Linked DNA regions of Sus scrofa: regions 2, 3, 4 and 5 are each linked to region 1. The links are chromatin contacts, called in public HiChIP or PLAC-seq and promoter capture Hi-C maps. All regions are on one chromosome and are shown on one strand. The core of a region is the stretch at or near the end of the contact, and the rest is flanking DNA. Distances in the headings are between cores, read along the strand shown. Region 1 holds the start of ZMYND11 (zinc finger MYND domain-containing protein 11). Region 2 holds the start of LOC100625534. Region 3 holds the start of DIP2C (disco-interacting protein 2 homolog C). Region 4 holds the start of LARP4B (la-related protein 4B). Region 5 holds the start of WDR37 (WD repeat domain 37).

What was found. Promoter capture Hi-C pulls out the DNA fragments that hold promoters and counts their contacts. HiChIP or PLAC-seq counts read pairs in DNA pulled down with a chosen protein or histone mark.
Region 2: a contact with region 1 is called in an H3K27ac HiChIP or PLAC-seq map of alveolar macrophages. The contact joins the promoter of LOC100625534 here to the promoter of ZMYND11 in region 1. A contact is called at or near these places in 2 of 5 promoter capture datasets (fetal liver and fetal skeletal muscle) and 2 of 2 datasets of contacts at active chromatin or transcription factors (alveolar macrophages and skeletal muscle).
Region 3: a contact with region 1 is called in a promoter capture Hi-C map of fetal skeletal muscle, with 3 times the contacts expected there. The contact joins the promoter of DIP2C here to the promoter of ZMYND11 in region 1. A contact is called at or near these places in 1 of 5 promoter capture datasets (fetal skeletal muscle) and 1 of 2 datasets of contacts at active chromatin or transcription factors (skeletal muscle).
Region 4: an H3K27ac HiChIP or PLAC-seq map of alveolar macrophages shows a contact between it and region 1. The contact joins the promoter of LARP4B here to the promoter of ZMYND11 in region 1. A contact is called at or near these places in 1 of 5 promoter capture datasets (liver), 1 of 47 Hi-C or Micro-C datasets (embryonic fibroblasts) and 2 of 2 datasets of contacts at active chromatin or transcription factors (alveolar macrophages and skeletal muscle).
Region 5: an H3K27ac HiChIP or PLAC-seq map of alveolar macrophages shows a contact between it and region 1. The contact joins the promoter of WDR37 here to the promoter of ZMYND11 in region 1. A contact is called at or near these places in 1 of 5 promoter capture datasets (liver) and 1 of 2 datasets of contacts at active chromatin or transcription factors (alveolar macrophages).

The regions. Positions count from the first base shown.
Region 1 is chr10:69,294,307-69,297,006 of Sscrofa11.1, reverse strand. ZMYND11 (zinc finger MYND domain-containing protein 11) reads left to right here and starts at 1,367. Exons shown (of 14, transcript XM_005668264.3): 1 at 1,367-1,812.
Region 2 is chr10:68,708,943-68,711,715 of Sscrofa11.1, reverse strand. LOC100625534 reads right to left here and starts at 1,332. Exons shown (of 2, transcript XM_021065071.1): 1 at 1,219-1,332.
Region 3 is chr10:68,768,757-68,771,456 of Sscrofa11.1, reverse strand. DIP2C (disco-interacting protein 2 homolog C) reads right to left here and starts at 1,308. Exons shown (of 36, transcript XM_021065075.1): 1 at 1,063-1,308. The coding sequence starts at 1,147.
Region 4 is chr10:68,620,161-68,622,878 of Sscrofa11.1, reverse strand. LARP4B (la-related protein 4B) reads right to left here and starts at 1,283. Exons shown (of 18, transcript XM_021065070.1): 1 at 1,010-1,283. It overlaps LOC106505221 (a long non-coding RNA gene), which reads left to right and starts at 1,517. Exons shown (of 5, transcript XR_001299412.2): 1 at 1,517-2,527.
Region 5 is chr10:68,527,231-68,529,930 of Sscrofa11.1, reverse strand. It overlaps WDR37 (WD repeat domain 37), which reads left to right and starts at 1,333. Exons shown (of 14, transcript NM_001244454.1): 1 at 1,333-1,413.

The sequences.
Region 1 (2,700 bases), core at 118-2,617:
TAAAATACATCTACATCTGTTTTTGACATATAGGATTCAAACACTTTTATACAGTCAAATTTATCACTTTCCTTTTCTGATAAAATCATTGCTTTAGAGCTTAGGATAGTTTTCTCCACACTAATCTTACAAATATCCACCTATATTTTCTTCTACCTTTAGAAAAATGATTTTCAGTTGCTACAATGTATTACTTAAGTGATTTCGATTATTTTAAACTGTGGGGTATAAATTAAGGATATGATTTGATTAATTTCTTTTAAAGAGACAAAAATTCCACATTAATTTGCTGAATAACACATGACTTCTCTATGTACATAATATTTCTTAAAGCAGAATCTGGAAAAATGATAGCCTGATCCAGTCCAACATTACCACTGGTGAGAGTCAGCTGGGGGTAGGGAAGGGTCAGAAGTGCTGGGTGGGGTCCTTCTTGGGGTGGTGCTAGGTCTCCGAAACAGGGCCAAGGGAAGTAAACCATCCCTCAGAGCCCACTACTCTTCCCTTTCCCTCTTTCCCTCCACGACTCAGTTCCTTGCTCTCTCTTTGCATGTTGGTGGATAAATTCATGGTGTAACCTAGGATGTATGGCAAGAAGTGCTTGGTCTTCTGGGCTTCCTCCCAACTCCCAATCCCAAACCAGGAGCCCCCAGACCACTTCCCTTGCCTATTATTCACTCGGCTGAGGGGAAAATGAGGTAAACAAAACTGTTTTGAAGGGGAAATAGAGCCAAAGGTTAAATTGTAGGCAAAACCAAGGTAGAATGAGAAATAAAATCTGGGTACAGAAATTAAAATGGTGCCTAAAAAAATTTAGAGAAAAATGTGGAGTTACACAGTGACTTCTTTCCTAAAATGTCTTCCTTGAGTGGCCTCAGGGAAACACATGCTGATCTCTATTTTACAGATGTCTTTTAAACAAGATGATTTACTTAAAGCTATTCATTGGTTAGAATTCCCGGTCCAGCATTCAAACCAGGCATGGCTCGATTTTTTTCTGACATTTTTTTAACCCGTCTGCCAGTGTTTAAAGGCATGTATTTATCCATACAGTTAAAATGAGTTAAACTGATTTTGTGATGCTCCTTGAGGTAACCAAAACCCCCTCTGGGGTGTATGAGGACCAGGGCTCTGAAAGACTGCTTCCTCCGCTGGTGTGCGTCATGGAACTCCTAGTCAAGTACGACCCATTTCTAAAGTCTTAGTCTTACAGCCCGGCCATGAAAGATTGATGAATCGGATTTAAATCCCCAGATTTCTTGGACAAGTGTCTTTCAGTGATTTTCAGGTATATACATGTCCAAATGGAGTCAGGGTAAGAAATTTTGGCGCAGAGGTGTTTCTTCCAAACTCCTCCTGGAGAAAGGTCATTAGGGAAAATACGTGAAATCTATAAAATATGCTTCTCTCTGAGCCTGTCTTATTTCACATATTGGGATCTTCTCTGGTTAGATCCACAATCACAAACTAAAAAAGACAACCTCCTTCTCCTTAAACAATTGGTGGTGTTTTTGCTAAAGTGATAATGGGTGGTCCGGTTCTTGTGGAAGGCGTAAGTGTGGAATGCAGCATATTCCCGCAGTTCGTTTTCATGACAGAATTAAAAGGGTATGAACACCATTTTACCGATCTTGCCCATTAAAAGCTAACGCTTCTCCAAGACTTTGCCATTCCGACGGCGACTCCAGGCAGGCACCACGCACACGAAATCAGGCGTCGGCCGGGCAGCGCCCGCAGCTGCGGGTCCGAGCTGACGATGCTGCGGGCGCCGGATCTTTGTGCGCTCCGCTCCCGGCTCCCGCGTGCCCGCACGTACGTAGCCTTCACGTGTGTGTGGATATGAAGTGCATGTGTGGATCTGTACGAATATGCTCCAGTTTGGGGAGAGGCGCGGAGCACAGGACGGAGGGAAGGTGGGTGTGGGCGTGCGCGGCGGGCCGGGCCGGGAGGGAGCCCGCGCCGAGCCCGAGCCCGAACCCGCTGCGCGGCCCGCCGGCCCGCCACACAATAAAGCCCGGGGGCGGCGGCGGCGGCGGCGGCGGCGAGGAGGCCGGGCCGGCGAGCGGCCGCCCCGCTCGACCCGCCATGTGAGCGGCGCCGCGGCCTGGCAGGACGCAAACTTTCCCCGCGGCGGGCGGCGGCGCCCCAACTCCGCGCCCGGCCCCGGCCCGCCGCTCGGCGAGGCGACACCGTAAGTGCGGCGGCGGGGCCTCCGCGCTTCCCTCGCCGGGCGCTCGCGACTTTCTGCGGCGAAGGCTGTCAACATGGCGCCCCCGAGGCGCCGCGCCGGGGCGGGCGGCGGGGAGGAGGCCCGGGCCGCGGAGCCGGAGGCGGGGAGGCCGGGCCGCGAGCCGGAGGCGGCGGGGAGGCCGGGCCGCGGAGCCTGGGGGCGGCGGGGAGGCCGGGCGCGCGGAGGCGGGAAGGCCGGGAGACGGCGGCCCCCCGCACCCGCCGGCCCAGGCTCGGAGGAGGCGGCCGCGGCGGGAAGGAGGCGGCGCGGGCGGCGGGCCGGGCGCGGAGGGGGAGGGCCGGGCGCGGCGGCGGCGGCGGCGGCGAGGACCGGAGCATAATGGTGGGAGAAGCTCGGCCGCGGCGGCGGGGCGGGGGCGCGGGCAGGGGCGTCCGAGGCGGGGGCGCGGCGGCTTTGTGGAGTCCGGGCCCGGCTGCTGCCTCTCGGGCCGCGGGCGTGACCGCCGCTCG
Region 2 (2,773 bases), core at 83-2,582, 590 kb after region 1:
CATACAGACCTACAGATGGCCAACAGGCACATGAAAACATGCTCATCAACACTGCTAATTGACAGGGAATGCAAATCAAACCACAGTGAGCCATCCCTCCCACCTGTTAGGATGGCTGTTATCAAACAGACAACAAATAGCAAGAGTGGGAGGGGATGCGGAGAAAAAGGGTGCCTCCTTCACCAGTGGCGGGAAGGAGATTCGCTCCAATCACTACGGGAAACAGCACGGAGCGTCCTCAAAAAATAAGGCAGAACCACCACATGACCGAGGAGTGCCCCTTCTGGGTATCTGCTTAAGAAACCGAAAACACCCACTCCAAAGAAAAAGCAAAGGCTGTGCCGCCCCGTTCAGGCAGCATGACTTAGAGCAGCGAAGACGGGGAGCCAAGTGAGAGTCCTTCGATGGATGAACGGATGAAGACAGTGGAGAGATGGATACAGGCAATGTAAACATTCAGCCCTGAAAAGAAGGATGTCCTGACGGCCGAGACATGTCAAGTGAGATAAGTCAGACCGAAAAGACAAATACCACAGGATCTCACTCATCGCAGGAATCTAAAAACAAAGCAAAACACCAAGGTCACAGACACAGTGAACAGGCTGGGGTTGTTAGAGGCAGGGGTCAGGAGTGGGTGAAATGGGTGAAGGTGGTTAAAACAAAATACCTAAGACCTGGGGATACAGCAAGTTGAGTGCTGTTCTGTGGGTCTTTGAAAGCTGTTAGGAGAATAAACATGACATGTTCCTGTCACACTCACACCATTTGTACCGTGTGAGGTGACCAACCTTCACCGGACCTGGTGTGATCACTGGACAACAGCTCCATGGACCGAATGGTTGTTATACACCTGACACCACTCCCACACCGCCGGTCAGTCCCATCTCAACAACTGAGAGGGTCGTTTCGTTCCACCTCTTAGGCAACGTGAGCCTCCGGGGAACTAGCAGGTGAGTCCACCCAGGGCGCCGGAGACCAGAGCCGCGCGTGGGTCTCGCCGCGGGCACAGAGCCCGACGCAGCCCTCCTTACCCCCGTCTTCCGTGTTCCCTTTGCTGACTCTGGGCACCTCTGCCCACTTCTGCCCTCCTGCTGCCGCCACTACCCCAGGGCTTCCCGGCCCGGCGCACCCTGTCCCCAAGCGCCCCCCGGGTGCATCTGAGGTGTCCCTCACGAGTGCCACCTGCCCAAAGGTGGCCCCTCCCCTGCCAGCACCGACCTTACAGGCCTGGGCGCCGGGGCCATCGCTGCCGGAGGCCCCTCCTCGCCCAGTTCAGGGAACCTCGCCTGGTTCCCTGTTTGTCCTGCGGACCTTCCCCGAGGCCGGGACGCCCGACGGGTCCCGCTCCGCAGGCGGGGCGGGCCGAGCAGCCGCTTCCGGGGGAGCTGGCGGGGCCCCACCCGAAGGGCATGAGCGTTTCACAGCAGCGAGCGGAGGCGGCTTGGGCCGGCACGGCCACCAGCCCGCACGCAGCGCCGCAGACCGCAGGGGTGCGGAAGCAGCCTCGTCACCCTGGCGCCACCAAACCGCTGCAGGCGGGCTCCCCACGGGGGGCGGGGCGTCGGCGTGGTCGCAGGTGCTTCTGAGGACGGCGCCGGACTCGCGCGTACCCAGGGCCCGCGCAGGCTCCACCGGCGTCCCCGGCGGGTCGGGTCCACCGACCGCGGGCAGCACCTGCGGCGCCCAACAGCCGACAGCCCGTGCTCCGCTCCTTGGTGGGGCCGCGGTCTCTGCACCAAACCTCGGGGTGCGCCTGGCAGCCGAGCTCCAGCGAGCGCTGGGGTGACCCTGAGGAGGCTGGCAGGCCTGCGCGGAGCCTCGGCGCTCCGCGACCCTCTTCCGGAAGTGGAAGCCCCTTCGGTGCTCAGGGCAGGATCCTGGGGGCCCTGCGGTTCTGGGAAGGAGGGCTGTGGCCCACCCACATCCGGGACATGTATGAAAAAGTAGACGTTTGCTTTAAATATTTCAGTGTCTAAAAGCCTCTCTGTGGAGTTCCTGTTGTGGCTCAGAGGTAACGAAACTGGACTAGAACCCATGAGGACACTAGAACCCATGTGTCCTGGAGACAGTGGCATCTGGTGTTGCTGTGAGCTGGGTGTAGGTCATGGATGCGGCTTGATCTGGCCTTGCTGTGGCTGTGGTGTAGGCCGGCCACCCTGCCGTAGCTCCAGTTGGACCCCCAGCCTGGGAACGCCCATATGCCGGGTGTGAGGCCCAAATAAATAAATGAACAAAAGCCTGTTTCCGTGCTTGCTGTTGAGGGAGCAACAGAGCCCGGACTTCAGGCTACTCTGTTGTGTGGGGTCTCTGCCCAGAAACAGGCTGTGTTTTCGCAGATTTCCAGGGGAGTCACAAAGTCTAGAGACAGGCGCAAATGGGGTGACACGTGCGGAAAGCAGGCTAAACTCATGGTTGCCCTCGGGCCTTTCCGCTTGGCCCCTGCTCTCCGCTGCGTCACTCTCTCCGGGTGGACGAGTCTGAGGGAAAACTGGCCGGGCGGCCTCCTCAGACTTGAAACCATGTTGCTGGGAATTCTTCATGTTCACCTCCCCGAGCTTGGCCGGGGGCCGGGGGGGCTCCGAGGGGCACAGGGCAGAACCGGGCTGCTGCTCACAGCAGGGCATGCCCATCAGTCTCTGGGACACTTCCACTCTTGGGGGGCTTATTGGATCCTGCAAAATGGGCAGGAATGGCCACGTGTACTCGGTTCAAAGACAAACTCGCAGGGTTCAGTGAGATTACGTTTGGCCCCAGTATCCCCATCTGGGCCACG
Region 3 (2,700 bases), core at 59-2,558, 530 kb after region 1:
CCCCCGTGGGGCTGTTGAACATTACAGAACCCTGCAGAACCCCAAGTGTGAGACAGAAGCATCTCCAGACCTGGGCACCTGAAAAGGCACTTCCCGCCAGGCGCTCACCTTTACCTCCTCAAAGAGTTAAAACGGAAAACGTGAGGTCGACACCAGCTCCTCCCTGCTGAAGAAAACTGGCACGAATGAATTTACTTTCTGGCTGCCAGCCCCGCAAAACCGTTACACACACAAGTTCACCACGAAACTGCTCCAAATATAAATTCGAGACGCGCCAGCCTGTCCCCACCCCCACAGTACATGAGTGGCCTTCCTGGGGTGAGCCGGGTGAATTCCCAATCTACACGCAACCTGAACATTTCGGAACTTTAGTGGGTTTTTTTTTAAAGACATGGCAAAACCCGATCTAAAACTTGTGACAGTTGAGCACATGATCCCACCATTAAGAGCAAATGAGAAACCGTATATAACACTCCATGAAATCACTGTAGCGAATCTGTCACAAATTCTAAGTAGGAGACGCTGGGAACGCGGCACGAACCCCGGCCTGAGGGAGGAGGTTTGCCAATTTTACCCCCCTTCGCATCCCAGCCCGCGGTAACAATAGTAGCACTATCTCCGTCCAGCCAGGACGGGCCGCAGCCCCCGGCGATCAAACCCTCAAGTCCAACGACAAGTTTCGCATTAGAACGAGGCCCGCGGCGCATCAGGCCGCGCAACGCGGAACCGCCCCCGGCCCGGCCGCGGTGGGCAGCGCTCCGCGGCGCACCAAGGACACGGCCCCGTCCGCCAGGCCGCGCGCAAGGCCGCCCCGGCCCCGCGGCCCGGTCCTGCGCCCCGGCGGCGCCCCAGGCCCCGCGGCCGCGTCCTGCGCCCCCGGCCCCACGGCCCCGGCCCGCTCCCCAGGCCCCGGGCGCGGGGGCCGCGACCCACGACGCAGAGCCGCAGGGCGGGGGTCGCGCTCGCAGCGGCGCCGGGACCCCCGCCCGCTCGCCCGCCCGCCCGCCCGCCCGCGCCCGGGCCCCCGTGACAGCGCGGCCGGCCGAGCGCGGGGCCTGTTACCTTCCGACAGCTCCAGCTCCAGCTCGGCCAGCCGGGCCCGCACCTCCAGGGGCAGCGCCATGCCTTCCAGGCTGCGGTCCGCCATGCTCGCGACGCCCCCGCCCCAGCCGGCCTCCCTTTGTTCCAGGCCGCGGTCTCGCCGCTCCTCGCGCCCCGCGGACCCGCACCGAGCGGCGGCAGGCCGGGCGGCGGCGCAGCGCGCTCCTCCCCGGCGCCTCCTCCGCGCGGCCCCGGCACGGCGGCCTCGCGCCCGCGCCCGCGCCCCCGTCCCGCCTGGAGCGCGCCCGCCGCCGCTGCACCGGGCAGCTCCGCGACGCGCGCGTGCCGGCGAGGGGCGCGCACGGGGCGGGGATGGGGGCGCGCGCCGGGCAAAGAGGGCGGGCCGGCGCTGCGCGCGCCCCCGGGGGCGCGGGGCACGCGCACCGGCCCCGCGGGGCCTCCCCGCCCAGCCCAGCCCTCGCCTTCCCCTGGCCTAAGGCAGAAGAATACCTGGAACAGCAAAATGCAGGCCGGAGCCCCAGCCCAAGGGTTCTGGGTCTTTGAGGACTGATTTTTTTCTTTTTTTTTTTTGAAATAAATACGTCCGTGTGTTGGGGGCGGGGTATAAAAACAGCGTGGGCCGCGGAAAGAGCCCTGGGTTGCAAATTCCTAATTCTGGCTGGAGAACCTGGGAGCCTGTGCCCCCAGGCTGCATCAGTGCCTCTGCCTGGCCCCAGTCTCCCAGCGCTGAAAGGGCGGAGGACAGAGGGGTCACCTGCCTCCACAGGTGGAGCACATCAGGGCCCGACGGCTGGTCCTCCACCGTCTTCTCTTCTGCGCCCACCGCACCGGTGTCGCCTCCAGGCGCGTCACCAAATCTGGTCCTCCAGTCCTGACCGTTTGGGGAGGCAATCCACACCCCGACTGCTGCGCAAACCCCACATTAAGCCAGCTCCTCCTTCTGGCTTCTGACAACTCCCACCATTTTCTTAATTATACAGGCCGGAGGGTCCCGGAGCTTCCTGGGACTTCACACATCCTCTGCTTCCCTGTCCCCTAAGACTCTGGCACAGTCTCCATCAGCTGACCTCGCTTTCGTTCCGGATTGGCTCTTCGCCGCCCAGCAGCTACAGCGGGCCCAGGGCGTCGGGACCACCTCCCAGGGGTGCCCCAGCCCCAGCGGCTGGAAGTTGTGGCGGGAGTGGTCAAAGGTGGCTCTAATCCTCCTTCCAAAAGTAGACAGTGTGATGCTTCTGCATTGTCTACTGAGTACAAGGTCACCCTCTAAGCCGGAGACCCCAGACCCTCCACCACCTGGTGTAACACAGCCTCACCACGCCTGCCAAGGGCTGTGTTCCCCGGAGACCCTGTGTGCCTGCACCCGAGGGCCTGCCCTGCCCCACATTCCCAGGCCTCCCTAATAGCAACTCCGGAAAAGTCTCCCCCCTTTACCAGGCTTCGACTTCTCACCACCCTCACCTCCTTGACCTTGATCTGTCTCATCCGCCTGAGTGAAGGCTCCTGGGGACAAGCACAAGCCTTCTTCGTCTTCGTACATCGCAGCGACTTCACAGCTGTGACAGTTCCCATTAATCTCGTGTGGTCGATGAGCGGCTTGAAACAGGTGAACCCCAAACTCCTGGGCTTTATGTTCTCGGA
Region 4 (2,718 bases), core at 34-2,533, 670 kb after region 1:
CGCTCCCCCCCCCCCAAAAGTGGTCTTTGCAGACTACAACTGAGCACCTATTTCAAAAGCATTTTAAACACTTAACACGAAACAAGAAATACGTAACAAACAATATATTAAATACCATAAAAGAAAAACTTTCAAGAGAAAAATAACCTGTATCCTTACAACACCGGTCTTCAAGTTGACACTACCTTTTTGAGAAACCCTCACACAAACTAATTTCCCTGCAGTCAGGGAAATTTTCCCGTTCCTTCAGTTACCCAAAACTTCCAATTTCCACTTAACATTTAGGGCAAGTTACAGTGCAGCCAAGGAGAGGGGGCTCAACGCATAGGATAGCTACCCAACAGATAATCTTCTCAAGTTTCATCTAAGCCCAAATTAAAGACCGTTTTACGTAGAAATGAGGGGGAAAGCAAGATGACCTGAAGGGAGAGTTGCAATACAAAATTACAGTGAAGTCTGAACAAGTCTCAGTTTTTTCGTTCTGATTGGACACGACTGAGAAGCAGGTGGTAAGAAATTCCTGACCTGCCTCTTTCTCGAGCCCAGGGCCCCTTTAGCATTTTTCCCTAATTGTCTCAGAATCTGCCTCTGCTCAAACCTCGCAGAGGAGAGCGCGAGCTTCCCAAGCACAACCGGAGCAACAGGATCGCACTTCCTGGTCCGAGCAGCCCGGGCCCTCCCCGCCCGGCCGGCCGCGGTCCCGGGCCCGGGCGGAGGGCAGGGCGAGGCCGCCGCAGTGCGGGCCGGACGGCGGCGCTGCCCGGACCCGGCCCGGGCCCGGCCTCCCAGACTTCGGCCCGGCCTGCCCCGGCCCTACCCGTCGCCCCGGCCCCGGCCCGCACGCAGGCCCCCCTGCCCGCGCCCCGGCCCGGCCGCGTCAGCCCGGCCCTGCCCGGCCGCGTCCTCCGGGAAGATGGCGGCCCGTGACAGGCGGGCGCGGCGCGGGTCCGAGGCGGCGGCCGGGCGCGGCGGGAGAGGAGCGGAGAGGCCCGCCCGCCGCCGCGCTCACCTGTCAGCGCCGCCGCCGCCCGGCCGCCGACCGCCGCAGCCCCGGTGCCCGGCGACCGCGCCACACGCGGACGGGCCGTGAGGGAGGGGCGGAAGCAGGGGCGCGGCCGGCCCGGACGAGCGGCGGGGGGCGGCGCGGCGCGGGCTGGCGGCGGGGCAGCGGCGGCTCCTTCCCGTTTCGGGCCGAAAATGTCTCAACCTCGCGACTCCAGCGCCCCAACGCTCCTTCCCGTTCGCATGAGAACACACAGCTCCCGCTTCCGGGACTCGGCGGAAGTCCCGCCCGGCGCGCTCGCGCGCCCGCGCGCTCGCGCACTCACCGCCCAGCCCGCCGATTGGCTCTCTGAGCCGGGGAGAGCGCTACGTCATGGCAACAGGGCGCCTCGATTGGCCTAGCGCTTCGCCGGACCCGCCCTCTCATCCTGGACTCTCCGCGCGAGTGCCCCTCCCGGCGGTGCCTGTGATTGGTGCGGGCGCGCACGCCGCCACGCCCCGCCCTGCGCACGCAGCCCCCGCACCACCCCTCGCACGCTGTCCGCGCCCCACCCCGGCGCGACCGGAGGAGGCTGCGCGGTCGCTGAGGGCTGCGACTCCTGCCACCCTCACCTGGGACCACAACTTTCTTCCCCTTCGTCTGGGGACCGCGACCCCTACCCCTTCGCCCTGGACTTCCACCCCCACTCCGTCTTTGCCCGGGACCCCGGCCCCGCCCCCTCGCCCCGGGTCCCCGCCCTATCTGGCGGTCCGCTTGGTGGGGTCGGGAGAGCCGCTCGAGCGCGCTCGCAAGAAGGGAGAAGGCGGTGTCGCCTGTCAGTGGAGCGGATGCCCTGGGTTGCTGTCGACCAGCAACAGTCTCTGGATTTGAAGGGAAATGCTGAAGACTCAGGACGTCTTCCCAAACACGAGCATGTGCCACCCATCCCAACCCATTCTTGGCGGGGGCGGGGGGAGATTAGAGTAAATTACGGTCACCTCCTGTAAGCTTGCTGCCTGACTTCCTGTATCCCTGCTCCGGTTGGTTGTTGATTATAGACGTACGTACGAACTGGAAAGGCTTCTCTCTCTGGGACACTGTCCAGTTTTCTGCGTGCACCTGTGTTTCTTACCTGTTCCTTTCGAGGTATCCAAATGCCGACAGGACTGCGCTTCGGACTTAGACGTCTTGACTGGGAAGATCATATATTGCCATCTGTGTTCGGCGCCTTCTGCTTTGGCCTACGTTGTCACATACTCGCTCTGAGAAACTTGCATGTTCAAAATGCTATTCACAGCAATGTCTTTGAAGATAATCACGTAAGACTGAGGTTTCCTCTGATGTTGAAAGCACATACACGTTTCAGGGGGAAAGTCATATTGTAGAGTTCGCTTTCCCAGAAAACCTCTTGGGTGTAGTGTGACCCTTCTCAGCTGCCTCCAGTTTGAACCTCTCGGCCTGAGGTGTCTACCCTTGGCCCAGAGAATAGTCCAGAGGCCCAGCGATGTGGTCCACCTTTGAAAGACCGTGAAGTCTCCAAAGCTGGTAAGTTAGACTCCTGTCTTTTTTGCTGTCTACGTCCACGCAGACATTTTGATACACAGATAAGTGCCTGTATTACAAAAGGGACTAAATGCTATGAGAATACTTAATATTGAAGTGGCGTTTCTACTTTCTATTTTTGCTTGGATTCTTCCTAAACAATCAAAACTGGCTTTTTGTTCCCCTGTGATTTT
Region 5 (2,700 bases), core at 84-2,583, 770 kb after region 1:
ACCATTCTCACCAGTGTGAGGTGATACCTCATTTAGTTTTTATTTGCATTTCTCTAATAATGAAACAATTTTTACTTTATTGGATTAAACAAGTTACCAAATAAGTGAAGTGACTGGCAGACAGCAGGCCCTCAAAATATTGATTCCTTTCCCTTCTTAATTTTGTGACACTTCTTTATGCAGTCATTTCATTTAGTAACTTTTGTGGCTGCGAAACCAAACCATGTATTAGCACGTGAATTAGGTGGAGATGATACCGCAGTTCATGGAGCAGTCTATATATAGGCTCCCATGCCCAACAGAATGCCATGTGCACCCTAGGTCCGAAATAAAATTGTTACTTGTTAGCCACAACCTCTGCAATCCTTAGCTGAATATTTATAAATGATTCTAGTAATAAGGTTTTATTGTTATGCTCAATGACTAAGTTACTTGAGGTTTTGTTCTACAAGCCGTTCGGCTATTTGGATACCAAAATACGCCAAATTTGTTTTCCTGCGCAAAATCATAGGTGCTTCTTGAATCTGAATGCGCTTTATTTTTTAAAAGAAGGAAAATGCTCCCTGCGCCACACTTGGTCTTTACACGCCCAGGTGGCTGTTGGCAGAGCTGAGGACTACTGCGCCCTCTGCGATTTTTCCAAACTAGACCAAGGGCAGCAGGCCTTCAAGTCCCACCTTTCGCAGCGCGCGGCTGCCTTTGTTCGTCTCTGTAGCCAATGGCGAGCACACATTTCACACCCGAGGCGGCAGCGGGTGAGTCACCCTCCGCAGACTCTGTCGGGCTCCGTGCGCAGCCGCCTCGCCCGCGCCGCCGGGGAAGCGGCTGCGGCACACGCGGTAGCGAGGAGTGGGGACGGCCGTTCCCACCGGCCCGATCTTGGTTCCCATGGACGCGGACTGGCGCCTGCCCCGGGCGCCCGCGCGCCTTCGCCGCGGTGAGTACCCGCGGGTCTTCAGCGCCCTGGGCTCCCGGCGCCGCCTGGCCGTCCAAGGGGTCTTCAGAGGGGCGCTTATCCCTCGGGCAAGGGCCCGGTGGTCACGAGCTCGCGCAACGCCTCGGCGACTCTGCCACCGCCGCTGTCCAGTTAGGGACCCCGGCCGGCTCAGGTGACGCGCGGGACTTTCTGCGGGGGGCTGGACTTCCGGCCATGCCTGCTTAGCCAGAGGCGGGATTTCCTGCGGCGCCTGCGTGTGGAGGACGCCGGGCGGGATTTCCGGCGCGGGGAGGAGGCGGGGCCGGGACTTCCGGCGCCGGAAGCGTGGGGCGTCAGGCTGCCGGGTCTTGGGGCCGCGTCAGGGCCGGGGAGACTTGGTGTCCTGCACGTCCGCATAGGTCCCGGCGCCCCCTGGCTGGGAACCCACGGGCGGCAGCGCACTGCCCGGCTGGCACTGCGCGGCGGCGGCGTGACAGGTGAGTGCAGGCCCGCCATCTTCCGCCCGGGACCGGCAGCCTTGGTGTGTGCGGCAGCAGCCTCGCGCCGGGCGGGGCTTGTCTGTGTGTTGCGGGGTGGCCCTGTGCCCCTGACCCCACGCCCTCCAACCCCCGACCTGCGCGCCGCGGGACCCCCCCGTCCCCAGTCTGGACCGCGACCGCCGACCCCTCCGAGCCCGATCCCGCGCCTCTTGACCCCGCGCCCCAGACTTCTACCCCGACACCCCCCGGGTCGTAGATGTGGTTGGTGCGCGCGCCCCGGGCGGCCTGCGAGGAGGGTCCTTCCGGGCGCCTTGGGGCCGCGCGCCCCGCTCCCTGGCAGCCGGGCCTCTGTGCTCCCCGCCCCCGGGGCGGGCCTGCGGCGGTCGGCAGGGTCGCCGCGACCTTGGGCAGGAACTGCCTGCGGGTCCACGTCCAGCCTCGCGTCCTCGCTAAGTGCCCGCTTTGAGGTCTCAGCGAGTGCCCTTCTTCTTAGGGCTCTGGGCAGCCGTGCGCACCTGCTGTGCCCTGACTTGGAGCTTACATCCCCGAGGGGTACAGATAAGCTGTCTGAATTCTCCAGTCCTGGTTTTCCTAAGAAGCAAACTCTACATTTATTAACTTTATCCCCGATTCTATCCCATTCTTTCCACTGTTGAGATCTGTAAACAATCTTGGTTGTTTTCCTGTTAGAGATGCCCCCAGAACCGGTGAGCTTGTGTTCCGAGCGTTGGCCTAGGTCCCCAGTTGGGCACTTTCGGCAGGGTGACCTAGGGGAGACCGCCGAGGCCGCCTCTCGTTGCTGACCCTCAGCAGTTGGTGTTGGCCGCCAGGAATTTGGTAATGGTGTTTTCACAGTGAAGTGCTGTGAAAAACTCTACCTTCTTGTGGAAATTCAGTCACGTTTTGTATTTTTAAGGGCCACATGCAAATTATATCCTTTTATTTTTTTTGCATGTGTTTAACGTTCATAATATTTGTTATTTAGCCAAGTGTTTTTCTCTTGCTAAAAGGATAATGTTTATAAATCCCACTGGATGTGGAACTGTAATGTTTTGAATGCAGGGGGTAGTGCATGTGGCAGCATGTAACATGGGTTGGGCAGAAGGAGAGTTTATATTAAATTCATTTATTTGAGCAGTAGATTAGGGAGGTTGATTTTTGGAGGGGACTACATGCTTTCTTAAAGAATGTGTTTAAGGAGTTCCTGCTGTGGCTCAGCAGTAATGAATCCAACGAGTATCCATGAGGTCTCGGGTTTGATTTCTGGCCTTGCTCTGTGAGCTG